Regions from separate parts of the Rattus norvegicus genome. Here region 1 is linked to region 2. A link is a contact called in public Hi-C data. All regions are on one chromosome and are shown on one strand. Each heading gives the region's core, a stretch centred on a gene start, on an enhancer-like site or on the middle of the called end of the contact. The rest is flanking DNA. Distances are from core to core; before and after follow the strand shown.

Evidence for each region. Hi-C and Micro-C count contacts between places; a contact is called where the count stands out from the background.
Region 1: a Hi-C map of liver shows a contact between it and region 2, with 3 times the contacts expected there. The contact joins two enhancer-like sites. A contact is called at or near these places in 9 of 12 Hi-C or Micro-C datasets (the A7r5 cell line, frontal cortex, hepatocytes and 4 more).

Annotation. Positions count from the first base shown.
Region 1 is chr17:59,245,059-59,247,758 of GRCr8, reverse strand. All of the region lies in intron 1 of Epc1 (enhancer of polycomb homolog 1), which reads left to right. Among named protein-coding and RNA genes, the nearest start is that of Epc1, 43 kb to the left of the region's middle. Within about 2 kb of position 1,393, at least 1 of the 93 cell types and tissues checked has an H3K27ac peak or open chromatin away from gene starts, as enhancers often do. A contact at or near this core is called in liver, where this site is marked.
Region 2 is chr17:59,211,504-59,214,203 of GRCr8, reverse strand. Epc1 (enhancer of polycomb homolog 1) reads left to right here. Exons shown (of 14, transcript NM_001309462.1): 7 at 1,340-1,513; 8 at 1,594-1,683; 9 at 1,760-1,908. Among named protein-coding and RNA genes, the nearest start is that of Epc1, 77 kb to the left of the region's middle. Within about 2 kb of position 1,368, at least 1 of the 93 cell types and tissues checked has an H3K27ac peak or open chromatin away from gene starts, as enhancers often do. A contact at or near this core is called in liver, where this site is marked.

The DNA of each region.
Region 1 (2,700 bases), core at 144-2,643, 34 kb before region 2:
AAGGTTAGCTGCCACAGGCCCTTTTCCCTTTACCCAGGCAGAAAGCATCATCTTTAAGAACTTAATATTGGGTTAGGGATTTAGCTCAGTGGTAGAGCGCTTACTAGGCAAGCGCAAGGCCCTGGGTTCTGTCCTCTGCTCCGAAAAAAAAAAAAAGAAAGAACTTAATATTAAGGTAACAAATGTTTCTTAAATGAATGTTTAAATAGTTTTGGGAGCCAGGTGTGGTAGCTCATACCTCTAGTCCCAGCACTCAGGAGGCAGAGGCAGGTGGAGTTCTGTGAGTTCAAGACCAACCTCTTTTACAAAGTGAGTTCTGGGGCAACCAAAGCCACATAGGGTTTCAACCCTATCTCAAAAACAAAAACAAACAAAAAAAGTTCTGGGGAACTTAAGCATTCACCAACATCATATTCTAAATGACACCTATCATTGGCGTTTTGAGAGTAAAACTAAAAGTAGACTTTAAGATATGGGTTATGGGCTGGAGAGATGGCTCAGCCGTTAAAGGCTAGGCTCACAACCAAAAATATAAGATATGGGTTATATGGAGGACATGAGAGTGTCATGAACTCTCTTGAAGTATAACCTGTGAAGTCCTGTGTTCAGTGTGCCAACTTGCACTTTTGAAAATGTGTTCTCAGAATGCGATGCTGATACTATGCTGTCTGCACACATGGCTTATCCCTCATAGTGCTTAAAACTCAGGTGATAAATTACATAGAGGTCTGTTCTTAAACTCCCAGTTTTAAAGATGAGAAGTAATTATTTTAGTTTACAGCAGTTATGTTCCTTCCATAATGAAAATAAGCCAAGTTGAAGTTCCTGAAAAGTCACGTTGCTCTAATTCTCAAAATTAATTTCCTACTTGAATTAAAAATTTTTGCATCCATTTTTATCTCTTTGATCTGGAAATAAAGATTGATGGCAAATGCTTTTGCTACCTGCAGTAACGCTCCCATCTGCCACCTGGCAGTGGGACACACACTGAGAAATTTGTTTAAGTTTCCTGACTTTTGTGAAGTTTTCCTTGTAATACATTTGCACTAAAATAAAAGGTTTTTTTTCTCCTGTATATCAGGAAATATTAAAGAATCAGCTTTGTAAATACACTTTCATTTGATGTGTTTGTCCCATAGCCTTTGTTTGGTTCTGTTTGTACATGGTCAAACTTTGTAACCCTGGCGGGCCATGAACTCTCTGGTCTTCCCAGCCTTACCGTCCTCAGTGCTGGAGTTATAGGCACATGGCACAGTTTTATAAAGAGAATTACTAGACTTTATTAGAGATGTCTTGACATGAGCTCTTTCTTACTCAGCTAAACAGACTGGTGTTAAACCACCCTTTCACTGAGTGTACATGTTCAGCTTTGGTAAGTCCCAGTGGAAAGGTTAGTCTGGCAAGAAGTCGAGGATTTAATTGGACGAGTCTGCCAGGCTAACAAACATTGCCAATACCATGTGTCTAAAGGAACTTCCTAAAAATTCCTAATGTTCTAGCAGGCACAAGTGCTTGCCACGAGTGCCTGATGACCTGCATGCAATCGCCAGAACCCATAGGAAAATGGAAGGAGCCACCCACGTACACACACATCATACAAAGAATGCTAATACACTTTTAAAAATGGTTATTGTCATTCCCACTGCTATGCCACTTCCCTAGTTTAAGAGACTACGTCTCACTCAGCTGTAAAGTTCCTAACTAAGCTTTCCAAAATTCTAGTTGCTGCCTCCTCTATTCAGAAGTCAGTTCTTTGAAGACAGGAAAACTGTTGCTGCTGGTTTTGAAGTGATGTGTGATGCTGTGCTGGCTAGTTTTATGTCAACTTGACACAAGCTAGAGATATCTGAAAGGAGGGACCTCAGTTGAGAAAATGCTTCCTTAAGATCTAGCTGTAAGGCACTTTATTAGTAGGAGAGGACCCAGACCACTGTGGATGGGACTGTTCGTGAGCTGGTGGTCCTGGGGTTTGTCTTTCTTATTTTTTCAAAAAAAGGAAGCAGACTGAGCCAGCCATGAGGAGTAAGCCAATAAGCAGCACTCTGTCGTGCATCAGCTTTTGCTTCCACATGCCCCGTCCTGACTTTCTTCAGCGATAGACTCTATGATGGGAAAGTATACGCCAAAGAAACTCTCTGCTCCCCAACTTGCTTCTGGTGTTTCATCACAGCAGAGAAATGCTAACGAGGACAGATGCTCTGGGCTTTTGTCATCTGGCCTGTTTCTCTGTACTTCTGAAGGCTTCAGGGTCTTCTTTATTTCCATTGTTAAAGCATTTCTCGACCATTCCCCTGCTGAGTTTACTAATGGTCCCTTCCTTGGTTGTACATTATGCGACTGAGAGTCACAGGCTGCCACAATTGCTGCTGACGCTTCTGTTTTATATAAATTGGTTGCTACAGTCTTTTACTACAGGAGTCTGAGCTCCAGCTACCATTAGCAGTGGATTTTAATGTCTATTATTTCTGACTAGGTTGGTTAACTTATTCATGCATTGCTAGCCAGTCTAGCCCAAGGCTGTGTTTGTTCCTATTGCACTTCCAAGTTCTATCAAGATGCTGGTTTTGCCATGTGATTGCTATGAGACAAGTTTCTTAACGACTAGGCTTCATCACTACACTCCTGTCACTTACAGTGCAGATCCATAAGTATGACTGGCATAACCATTTGTTTCTATTATCAGACAGGACAGGGAAGACA
Region 2 (2,700 bases), core at 119-2,618:
ACTTTGACAAGTTGATATGTCCTAATTTGTGAAGAGTAAAATTGGTGAGGGGGAAATAAAATTAGTAAGGAGAAAACCAGGGGAATAAGAGAGAGCCGGCAGTGTGCCTTTCTGATAAATGCACCTTAGCAGGGAAGGTTTTCATATACTTGTGACCTAACATGTATCATTTAACTCAGACTTAGCATTCCATTTCAATTGAGGAAATAATGTGATCTGCTAATCATTTATTATCTAACCTGTTCTGTTTAATATTTTGTGTCTGTGATTTTTTTTTTTTTTTATAATTTGGTGTATAATTTACCGTACCATTTGGAATGGTGGTTTCTGCAGCATAGACTTTTTCCCTATCAGAGCACTGACCAAGACTATTTCAAACATGTTGGTTTTGAAGTATTGAACTGTTGAACAGATAAATAGAAGTATTCTCTTTGGTAATCACAAATGGTGGCTATTAATCCCAGCAGAAGCTGTGCCTGGCAGATCTCTTGAGGTTGAGACACAGCCTGGTCTACATAGTGAGTTTCAGGCTAGCCAAGGCTACTCAGTGAAACACCTCTATCCAATTACCTCTGCCAAAAAAAAAAAAAAAAAAAAAAAAAATGCTAAAGGCCATGTTCCAAATACTTGTGTGCTCATAATTTCCAGTCCTGCATAGTACAGTTTTCCTTGTTTTTATATTGAAGTCTATTGTCCACCTGTCTGAAATATATGGCCTTACAAATCACTTCAAAGGTGTTACTTTGATTTTTATATTTTGGGATTTAACTCGGATTCTAATTGTACAACATTCATTGTTCGTCTGTATGTTCCAGAGACATGAGCCATGCATGTGGTTCTGGTTTACCTTAAATCCTTCTAAGTCAAGACAGAGTCATTAGTGGAATAGGCCTGCTGTTTTGAACATTTTCTTATTTAAATTTTCATTCAAACTGTTTTGTTGTCTGGCTGGAGAGCTGGGTGAGCAGTTAGGAGTGCCCATTGTTCCTGCAGAGGACCTGGGTGCAGTTGAGTTGCCAGCACCTACGTGAGATGGCATACAGTTCTGTAATTCCAGTTCCAGGGGGTCTGACAGTCTCTGGCTTTTGAAGACACCTGCACATACACATACACTTTTAAGTCTTTTAAGCAAATGTTTGTTTTGAACAGAGCAAATGTAGATTATTAGGGGAAACTGAGACTGACCCTCTGAGGGTAGGGGGGCCACCAGAGGGTTGCCTGAGCCTCTTTTAATAGTTCAAGCACTTGGCTCCCCAAGTAATAATTAACTCAAGCTGTTAAGAGGTTGCAGTTGTGGGGTGTGCTTTCGCTGTGTGACCGACTCGTGTCTGTGTTGCAGCAAGATAAGGCTGATCTTATTCGGCCGAAGCGCAAATATGAAAAGAAGCCCAAAGTCTTACCGTCGTCTGCTGCCGCACCCCAGCAGCCAAGTCCTGCTGCACTGCCAGGCTTCAGTGCTAAAGACTTAAACCAGTACGACTTCCCCAGCTCAGATGAAGAGCCTCTGTCACAGGTAAACAGAAGACCAGCTCTCTGCACACAGAAGAGGAACATAGAACCCGCATGTTTGACCTCTCGTTGCTTTATTTCAAGGTTTTGTCTGGCTCTTCAGAAGCTGAGGAAGAGAATGACCCTGATGGCCCTTTCGCTTTCCGTAGGAAAGCAGGCTGTCAGTACTATGCTGTAAGTGTCAGACTTTCTGTAAACAACAAACAGCAGACAGACTGACAAAATACAATAATTTGGATTTTTTTTTTAGCCTCATTTAGACCAAACTGGCAACTGGCCCTGGACTAGCCCTAAAGATGGAGGCCTGGGGGATGTGCGATATAGATATTGCTTAACTACTCTCACCGTACCCCAGAGGTGTCTTGGATTTGCACGAAGACGGGTCGGGCGCGGTGGAAGGTAACGCGCTTCTGCTTTCCTTGCACCAGCATGCTTTTTAGACATTGGAGTCAGAGTTTAAACTGAGGCCCTTCTTGTGAACAGAGTCTAGAAGCTCCAGCTTGCTATGCTTAGCAGAGCTGTCTACATGTTCCCTTTGCACTCCCAACGTCCTCACACACTACACTGCGTAGTCCCTACAGGCCCGTGTGGGTTCTTATCTCCCCAAGCTTCTTAGCACCTGAGTTATCACAGAGTAGAATCCCAAGAAAGGACAAGTATACTTGTGTGTACACACTCAGGATTGGTTCAGGAGACTACAACCAAAGTCGCTGAGTTCTGGGGAAAACCTTACGTTAACTACTGCAGTGACCACTTAACTTTGCTGCTCATGGCCTCAGTTTGTCAGGATGTGGTTCTGGGGTCTGAAATAGAATATTTCATACATGGAGTGGAGGAGAGAAGGAACTGCAAAGCACAGAAAAGTTTTGGTTGAAAGACAATTTGAAAAAAAGAACTTTGTCCAACATTGAGCTTTGAGGCTAAAAGAACCAGAGCCAACAAGATGACTCAGTGGGAAGAAGCGGTTGCCACCAAGGTGACAGCCTGAGTTCTGTCCCCAGGACTCACCTGGTGGAAGGAGAAAAGCAACTCTTGGGAATTGTCCTGTGGCTGCTGCGTGCACGCCGTGCTCTGCTCCGTGTGCTGTGCGCATACAGTGTGAGAGTCAAACGCTGCAGTGATGAACTTGCTCACTTTAAATGTCCAGTGTACTGTTGCTCAGCTTGGGGGAAAGCGTTCGGGAGAGAAAGG